Linked DNA regions of Oryza sativa: region 1 is linked to region 2. A link is a contact called in public HiCAR-type data. All regions are on one chromosome and are shown on one strand. The core of a region is the stretch at or near the end of the contact, and the rest is flanking DNA. Distances in the headings are between cores, read along the strand shown.

Evidence for each region. HiCAR-type assays count read pairs that join an accessible place to other places.
Region 1: a contact with region 2 is called in a HiCAR-type map of leaf, with 3 times the contacts expected there. The contact joins the promoter of LOC4329474 here to the promoter of LOC4329483 in region 2. A contact is called at or near these places in 1 of 15 Hi-C or Micro-C datasets (leaf) and 1 of 4 datasets of contacts at active chromatin or transcription factors (leaf).

Annotation. Positions count from the first base shown.
Region 1 is chr2:19,047,476-19,052,438 of ASM3414082v1, forward strand. It overlaps LOC4329474, which reads right to left and starts at 2,431. Exons shown (of 11, transcript XM_015772263.3): 1 at 2,118-2,431; 2 at 226-298; 3 at 39-116.
Region 2 is chr2:19,301,889-19,306,500 of ASM3414082v1, forward strand. It overlaps LOC4329483 (formin-like protein 7), which reads right to left and starts at 1,327. Exons shown (of 1, transcript XM_015771611.3): 1 at 1-1,327. The coding sequence starts at 1,248. The coding sequence ends at 217. LOC4329484 (probable magnesium transporter NIPA8) reads right to left here. Exons shown (of 13, transcript XM_066307590.1): 5 at 4,532-4,605; 6 at 3,961-4,063; 7 at 3,752-3,880; 8 at 3,543-3,642; 9 at 3,315-3,434; 10 at 3,137-3,227; 11 at 3,013-3,067; 12 at 2,812-2,911; 13 at 2,284-2,731. The coding sequence ends at 2,570.

The sequences.
Region 1 (4,963 bases), core at 1,181-3,680, 250 kb before region 2:
ACCATGAATTTCTATATGGTTAATAATGGACAACTCACCACTATCGTCGTCGTCGTCATTTAGCACAGGTTTTGCAAGTAAGCAACTTCCCAGTTCCTCTAAAGCCTCAGCAAACTCTGCACAATATTACACTATGATCAACTTAAGAAATGATGTATAGACAAACATGCTATCAACTGTTGACAGAAACCATGTTAAGCATTAGAATTTAGAAACAGGAGGTACCATATACGCCATTCGTTGTAGCAGCTGCTGCTGAAATGAAGCCATCATAACAGTTCCTCATTTCTTCCACATCCTGAGACAAACGCAAAACCATATTTCAGTTATGAATGCAACAATGCAAAGGAAATATTTCCCATTACCAATAGACTAGTACTATTTAATTGCTGGCCAGCAATAAATTGTAGGCAGCCACAATCCTAAGAAAGGGTAGAAGTACCAAATACAGCAAGCTGAACCCATTAGAAAGCAGAATAAATTATAAGCTGCCCAGTAAAACATGGATCACACAGTCCTCTTAGACATATATCTGATAAGGCGAAGTAAAGGGAAAAACAGTTTCTGTCATATCACTGTCATTGACCAACAGTAGCAGTAGGCTGTTGAGAACAACTTCTCCAGCTTAATGGCGCATTACATTGCAAGTGCTTCTCAGTGTCATCATTCAGATGGCACAAAAGATATCAAGATTAGTTGCATTGCCTGTCACTCTGTCCAATAATTGGTGGAAAGTCAGAAATTGCAACTAAGCTGGCGTACTTCAGAAACTCCTCTCTGTTCATGGTTCAACTCCCAATTCAGCACCAGAGACCGACGCGGAATCGGAACGGAATATCTCGTGCGTGTTCTTGGATAAGCGTTCATACTTTATCCAGAGTTCCAGTCAAGATTACGTCGAACAGCTGACCGAGATTATATTAAATATAATCGATTGCTATCTTCGCAGCAACTTTCTCCGATGGACGCGTCGTCCTCTCCTATCGTAGACTTTGACCAGACATGACCCGCGAGCAGAATGGCTCCCGGGCAAACACGTAAAGGGCAAAATTGCAGAGAAGTTGCACGTCGTTTTCGTGGAGGTTAGCCTAACAACTACTCTACTTTGAACATCCGATATACTAATTTAAACGAGGCTCCTACTGTTTGGATCAGGGTTTCAAAAACCGCCGGGGGCCCGGTTACCGCCACCCGGCGGTACGGCGGTTACCGGCGGTAACCGCGGTAACCGCGCAAAACCGCGACAAATTTACAAATCGAAATTTGAATTCAAAAATTCGGGCAAACCGCGCGGTTTGGCGCGGTTACCGCACGGTTTGACGCGGTAACCACGCGGTTTGGCGCGGTTACCGCGCGATGTGTAATGGGTTGCACAGTAACGGGCCGGCCCATTTTTTTTTCTTTTTCCAATTTTCAAATTTATTCTCCGTTTTGCTCTCAAATTTGAATAAATATTACTCTTTTTTGAGAAATTTCTTCACCATAAAACACTATAAATCAAGCACTACCTTCACTATTTTTTTTGATTTTTTTCTTTTTTTTTAAATTTTTAAATTTGGATGAATTTTATTAAACCGTACCGCGCGGTACGGGTAACCGTACCCCCGCGGTACGGGCGGTAACCGCGGTAACCGCGCGGTTTCCGGCGGTTATTCACACCCTGGTTTGGATTAAATAAAAGTTTAGTCCTTCTGCACGCTTGAATCAACACGGGGCAAGTTCAAAGCTTTGATTATTCTAAACGACCACCAATGACCATCAGAAAATAATTAAAAACGAAAATTGATGGATCAATTTCTATTTAAACAGTTCGAGCTCTGTTCCTCCAGCCGCATTGAATAACCAAAATACTACTAGTAGTAAAATCATTTTGAGCATCCACACCTAATCAATAAACGAGTGCACCAACCAAAGAACAGCGCACTCCACCTGGAAAACAACGCGGGGGGTGGCTAAAAATCGCAATTTCGCATAGGGCTCCTCCCAAGATCCGATTTTGACGCCGATTTGATCACAGAAATCCCAAAAAAAAAAAAAAAACAGGAGATAGATGGGAGGAGGAGAGGAAGAAATCAATAAATCAATCAATTAATCAATAAGTCGATGGACTCGCGCACCTGGGCGGCGTCGGCGAGCTCGTCGAGCTTGGCCGGCGTCGGCTGCGGCTGCGGCTGCCGCGACTTCCTCTCCCTGTGCTGCTGGTGGTGGCCGAAGCCCTTCAGCCTCAGCAACGGCGACTTCATCGATCGATCTCTCTTCCCTCTCCCCTCTCTGATCGATTACTCCTCCTGTCTAACAATCCTTATAATTTTGTGGGGATTAAGCTTATCTAATCTTTTGCTTTGGGCGGCGATGGTGGAAATCGCAAGAAAAGAAAAGGGCCTTGATTTCGCCTCTCTCTCTCTCTCTTGATCCTTCGTTGTTCCTCTATGAAAGGTAGACTAAAAATGGAGGGAGATTTTATAGTTATAGCTGCTGCTGCTTCTTTTATAACTTTAGCCTAATGGAAAGATATAGTGGGGCCCCCATGCCCTTGGTTGACCAAAGAAAAAGAAGATTAGACAAAAAGCAGTCTTGGATTTGATATAGTAGTATAATAATAATTGTAGACTGACTGAGAGAAAGCTTAGCTTAGACCGGCAAATAGTAGTAGTGGTAGCATCAAGGAGATTTTGCTACGAATTTTTCTTGATTTGGGTTGGTTTTTCGTCGGAGAAAAGATTAATTTTCTACTGTATTTGTTGTTCCCCTTTGCTTTTGAATTTGATGATGACATCTCGTCAGATACTAACAGCGGCTGATGATACAGTGATACTTACCTAAATTAACACTGAAACCTGTGGATTATTATTTTGGTTTAGTAACTATACTACTCCTACTTTTTGTTTCAGTCATACCATATGAACTAAATAATGTCTCACGCTTTGCTGCGAGATATATATTGTATAATGGAGAAATGATGAAATCATTTAGATTGAAATATTATAAAAATGATTTGAGAATGGTTATTTAGCATGTGTATGTTTAATTTTAGAATAAAATAAATTATAAATATAATTACTATATACTTACATGTTGAGCTTTACGTGTTTACTGGATTGACGTGGCATGCTTGCGTGTAGGTTTTAGAAGTACTAATAAATACAATGATTGCATGTTGAGATTTAGGTATTTAGTGGGTATTAGCTTTATAGAAAGAAGATATTAACATTGAAACCTGTGGATTATTATTTTGGTTTAGTTAATTACTTCTACTAGTTTTTATTTCAAGAAAATTGCATGTGTACCCTGAAAGTTTACCTAATCTTTTCTATTCTTCTGAGATTTGCTCGTTCCCTTCCATACTTCTAAATTTCAGTTTTGACCCCTTCTATACCCTTTTCGTTAGTTGACCGTTAAATTCCTACAATAATATCCATTTTTCCATTTGGTATCAAGAAAATATAATTTTATAAAGTATATTGATTGAGTGTATAAATTTATTGTATGCGACTATTTTATTTATGAGTTTATTTTGTGGGATATTATTTAACAAAAATAATATTTTAGTTTCGCCTCCGTGAAGGAAAAACAAAAAAAAATATCTATGACAAAGTTTATTTTTAGAAATAACAAATATAATATATTTTTTACCATTAAAAACTGTATATATAGCATATTTTGTTACAGTAGTACAATATTTTTATAAGATAAATCTATTTATGTTCGAAATAAATAATAAAAAATTATTTTTATGTCATATATAAAAATAAATTATCATAAATATTATTTATGACTTTGTTATGCAAGATATTATTTATGATAATTTATTTTTTTCATACAAGATAAAAATTATTTTTGTAAATAATATCTCACAAAATAAACTCATAATAGTTGTATATAATAAATTTTTATACTCCATCAATATAAATCATAAATTTATATTTTCTCAATACCAAAGGGCAAAATGGAATTTATGGTAGGAATTTAACGGTCAACTAACGGAAGAGGTATAGAATGGATCCAAACTGAAATTTAGGGGTATGAAAAAGAATGAGCAAATCTCATGGGTATAGAAGAGATTGGATGAACTTTTAAGGTAAACAAGGAATTTTCTCTTCTATTTCAGTCATACCATCTACTGTTCATTAGTTAATAGGTACTCCCTTCATGCTAAAGTCTAAGTTATACTATTTCTTTTATCTTACCTCATCCCTCATATAACAAAGACTAATAAATTATAGGCATACATACAAACCAATAAATATATTAAGAGCAAGTACAATAGCATACTATAAGCTAGCTATAAGCATATGCAGAAAAAAAAAGAGATGAGAGAGAAAAAAAGTGTGTTGCAAATTTACACTCAGCTGCAGTACGGATTTTAAGATGTTGTGTTTGTATGAGAGATGGAACCAATTATATAATGGCGTAGTATATATTTGTAGTAACTTTTGTATGAATAGTCTATTAGATTAACTATAGATGATTTGGAGTAGTTAGATATACTATCAAACTTGCTCTAAGATGATTACTTGGGCGGTAAAATGAAAAGACGATCCATTCATTTAAGTATTAGATGTATAATGACTAAAAAATATGTCCCTCTCATTAAATAAAAACAATGCAACAAATAAAATAGGATAAGACTTTTGGATGGAGAAAGTAACAACATATTATCTCTAATACACGAACCTAAGTGATTTTATCTTTTGTTAATTCACTCTCGTACTATCTCGCTCTCTCTTTGAACTTACCTTAGAATTTATATAGAGGTTGTTATCTATACGAAGGGTGGCTCGTCATTTCTCTTCTTCAGCTAATTATCTAATGTTCTGTGAGTGTGATATTTTTACAGGCAACCTATTTGCTATAGGGAATATATACTATGCACACAAGCTTCCTATGAATACTCCGTGCACATCAACTAATAAATATCACAAAAAATTTTAAAAAAAATTGTACACATACTTCAAATAGTATT
Region 2 (4,612 bases), core at 77-2,576:
TTAAACTTTCCTACACACACAAACTTCCAACTTTTCCGTCACATTGTTTCAATTTCAATCAAACTTCTAATTTTAGCGTGAACACACACCTTTAAGCAAACAAACAAATTTAAAACACAAAAATAATTTAAAAAAACGAGGCAGAGGGCGCGCGGCACAAATGAAGAAACGATCGAACCCGCGCGCAGCAACGACGATGACGCACGTGCTATATATTCAACCGTGCAACCACCGGCCGTCCCACTCCGGCGCCGCCGCGTACCCGCATCCCCCGCCGTACATCGTCGCCGCCGTCGGCGGCGGCGGGTAGCAACTCACCGGAATATCAAGGTCTACCTTCGGGTACATCCCGCTTCTGTTGATGACCGGCTCCCTCACTGTCGGTGGCGGGTAGTACACGCCGCACGCCGGCGACGGCGGCGGCGGGAATACCGCGACGGGCTCCACCGGAGGAGTCGACGACGGCGGTGGCGGAGGAGGGTAGCACGTCGAGCCCTTGACAATGGCCGTAGTATGAGGCTTCGCCGGCGGGTAGAGTAGCATGGGGATGAGTTGCTCAGTCGGCGGCCAGTCTATTGCCGGGTACATCGTCGACGACGGCGGCGGCGGAGGGAGAGTGATCGCTCTGGATGCGGCTGAGCGAGGTGGAGTGATGGAGTATTCGTCGCACTCGCTGCCGCTGGTGGTGGTGGTGGTGGTGCTCCTCCGGTCGTCGTCGGCGTCGCTGCTGGGTGATGACGACGACGTGTCGGCGGCGGCGGCGGCGTGGACGGCGTAGGAGAAGGAGATGACGCCGTTGGGGTGCTTCCCGTCGGGCCCGGCGAGCTGGTACGACACGCGCCGCGTCGCGCCGTCCGCCACGAGCTCGGACACCGGCACGGCGGCGGTCGCGGACAGCACGTCCCCGAGCACGGCCACCTCCGACTTGAGCTCGAACCGCAAGAGAACCTCGTCCTTGTTGTCGCTCGACGTCGCCGGCGACGACGAGGAGGAGGAGGGGAGGTAGAGCCGCAGCGGCGCGTCCCACTCCGGGTTCCCGCCGCCGGCGCGGTCCGTGGCGGTCTTGACGCGGTGCGGGCGGCGGCGCCCGCACGACGAAGGCGACGGCGACGGGTGGTGCAGGTAGATGGAGGCGTAGAGGCAGGGCGTGTGGAAGGGGACGGACGACCTGACGCCCCTGCACGAGACCCACGTGATGTCGATGGCCGCCGGCTCCGGCCGCCGCCGCGGCCACCACCGATGATCCATCGATCAATCGCTTCCTCAGCTCCTCCAGTACAACGCGCGCGCACCCAACACGTACGTACGGAGCAGAAGAGGGGAGAACGAGAGGAGAAGATCCAGAACGAGTGAGGTTAAGAAGGGAGAACTCGACCGACCGAGCTGACTGCGAACGATGACGCGGTGGCCGCGCGAGGGAGGGAAGACGACCGGAAGGTGGACGTGTCTACGTGAAGCGATGTGGAGGTGGTGGTTGCTCGCGCGCTCGGCTCTTGACACGGTCAGCATTGAAACCAAAGCTAACCCGACCCAACCCAATCAGCGGGGAGCCACTGCAATTGGGGTTTGGTGCGCGTACGTGTCACGGGGGGATGTAAACCAAAAATTAAAATTTGAGCAAAATTCTGTGAATTTCAAGAGGCTGAGGAACTAGCGATGATCAGTGACAGGTAGCATTTGTGAACCCGGTGACTTTCCTCTCCCGCAGTGTGTGACTGTCAGAAAGTTATACGTGTGTTCCCTACCTCCAGGACCACGGATTCATGAGCCTGCAGGAAAAAAATGGCCATCGATCGATAGAGACAGTGCCGTTCCGCGCAGTATCGTGGAAAAAACTGCACAATGACACGGTCGTGCGATTAATCGTTTACTAGTACTCGAAGAAAAAAAAGATTTTTTTAATACCGTATAGACTATGGACTATACGTGGTGATATACCCATCGCCAACGATTAATTTGGCCAACTAATCGACACACATCGCCGTCTTTCCTCAGTGACTTTACAATTGGAGTAATTAGCTACTGTTCGTTTCTTCGGCGTCAGGAGAGCGGTAGCTGTACCAGTCATTAATAATAGCATATAGGTTTGCATTGACAGGTCAGACAAGTTATATAACTATACGCTCGCTTCATGCCAGCAAATTTCTGCCTTGAAAGGCTACGTCTTTCGCTGTCATTACTGAAGCTTTTCCACGAGATGACATGAAGATATCTCCACAAAAAGAGGCTGCATATAATTTGGGAAGGATGCAGGATTAAAAAAAAAAACAGGGTGAAAGTTGCTTGGGACACCAATGGGAAGAGTGAATTGAATCATTGAAGTTTGTTCTAACATGTGTGGCGTGTTTATACAAGTATTGTAGGCACCTGTTTCGAAGAAATACAACAACCTGGGTATGGACAGTGTTTCAAGGGAAGTTTTATCGAACTATACACTCATGTTACAGCTAAGCTATAGGGGTGGAATAAACAGTTGCCTTCCGGAAGCAACAAAAATTTACTGGCATCCGCTTGGCAACATCCAAGTAAGACATTTGGCTTGTATACCTGTAATTCAAATCATCGTCAACTATAGATTGTCCCAATCGGTCGACCGCAAAGGAATGTACTTTGATCGGTCGGTTGCGATTCCTCTGAACCCTGTTGTTCGTGAGGAGACCATCGGCATCGCAAGCACCGATGAAGCGCTGATGGTCTCCTCCCCAAGGCCAAGTGACATGGAGCAAGCCGACTGCAAGGAAGATCACATGAGATGAGAGTCAAATACAGGTACAAAATTTTGAATCAGTTCTATCAAGAAAAACAAATCACCTTTGCCTTGGACAGTATGCGTTTTGCTTTTACTTTTACTGAACTTGTGAAGGAGTTAGTACCATCAACTTCTGTCTCCTCCGTCTGCATCTTTCCAGGCCTGAAATGATACATGTGTTTTAGGCGACAGGCAAAACATTTCTGCACTATACAGGTTGAAACTTGATGCATCTTAATGCAAAGAATAGATTTCAACAAGACCTGTTTGCATCAATTGCAGGTTCCTGGGTGGCACTAGAACCATCTTTGGTGTCAACTGCCAAGAATTCTCAAGTTAAAGTCATGTATATTTCTGTAAAAGCACACGGCAGTGAACTTCACAAACCTTTACTGTCGTCGGGTGCCAGTAAGGAGATGCCTATAAAGACAGATGTCATGCCCAATACAAACATCACTATCCTCAGGGTATCAAATACCTAATGAAGGCAATCCAAAACCCTTAGTTTATCATGAGCAACACAAGATTCTCATGCTTACGATAATATTTACAAACAGAAACTCACTTGATATTCTTGAAAGTACACAAATCCTGTGCAAATAGAAAAAAAGGTCCAAGCAATCTGAAACATTGGAACAATCAGTATTGCATCAAAAAGAGACAGGCCTTCATTCAATCTCGCCATCTGTGACACAGAGAAGGTTAAATTAGAAAAAAAATTATTATCGCAATGGCATGAACAGAAGTCCAAAGAACAACGCTTTAGGTTAGTGCCTGCAATTAGCTTAATTACCCAAAAGCCAGCTGTAAAGAGGAACAACAGAAGCATTGAGTATGTGAACCAGCTATGGAACTGGTATCTGCTGCTCATTGTTAGCCTCAGCATGTTTGACCTAAATAGCCACAGAAAAAAGACGAAAGAAAAAAAAATCAATCAGATTAAAAAATATATTCAAACTGCAGCAAATGAACATAAATCTCAATCAATACAAAGTAACTTACAATGATTTTGCAAATAAGACAGAACAAGATCCAATAGCACCAGATACAATAGCATAAGAAAATGGCAACAATGTCCGCCAATGTGAGCCAGTATGTTTCGCACTATCCGAAATGATAGTTTCTCCACTCCTGCAACGGGATTATTATTTGGTCTGAAAGAATATGATTCTGTGTTTCGGCATAGACTAGGTTATATGACAAGATCTCACCTGTAGAGATACTGATTGAATGCAACCACAAAGACCAGTGACATGCAATAGAGAACAAACACTAAATTGCTGTATTTCGCAACTAGCTGCTCCGGGGTGTAAACTGTTGAAATGATTATGGCATCAGAATATTCACTCAGGGAACTGAGATAAGATAACGTAAAATTGCAGTACATTATAAAATACTCCCTCCCTCCATTTTTCTAAAAGCATGATATGACTCAGCATGGTATTTTTGAATTGAACTTTGACTGTAAAATTTATCTTCGCAATATATTGCTATTTAATTAGAAAATCACGACCATTTGAAAGTACATTGGAGTAGACATGTAGAAATATGATGGTACCACTTTCTATTATTATGTCTATTTTTGTTTGCTAAAGGGGTATTTCCAAGGGTTTGATAAATATATAATCAGCCTAATTGTTGGTCAAAGGTTTGAATCTTCAAATACGTGCAACTGAATTGCCAATTAAATAACAATGGAAGAACCAACTGAAATTTGAAATCAAACTTATTTTAGGGCTATATACAGACAGAATGACTAATGATGTATGGATTAACTCATACCTGGAGATTGATGATTACCAAAGGAAACTAGGAAGATATTGCCAAATACAATAAATGTTGTTGCTACCATGACTCTGAAAA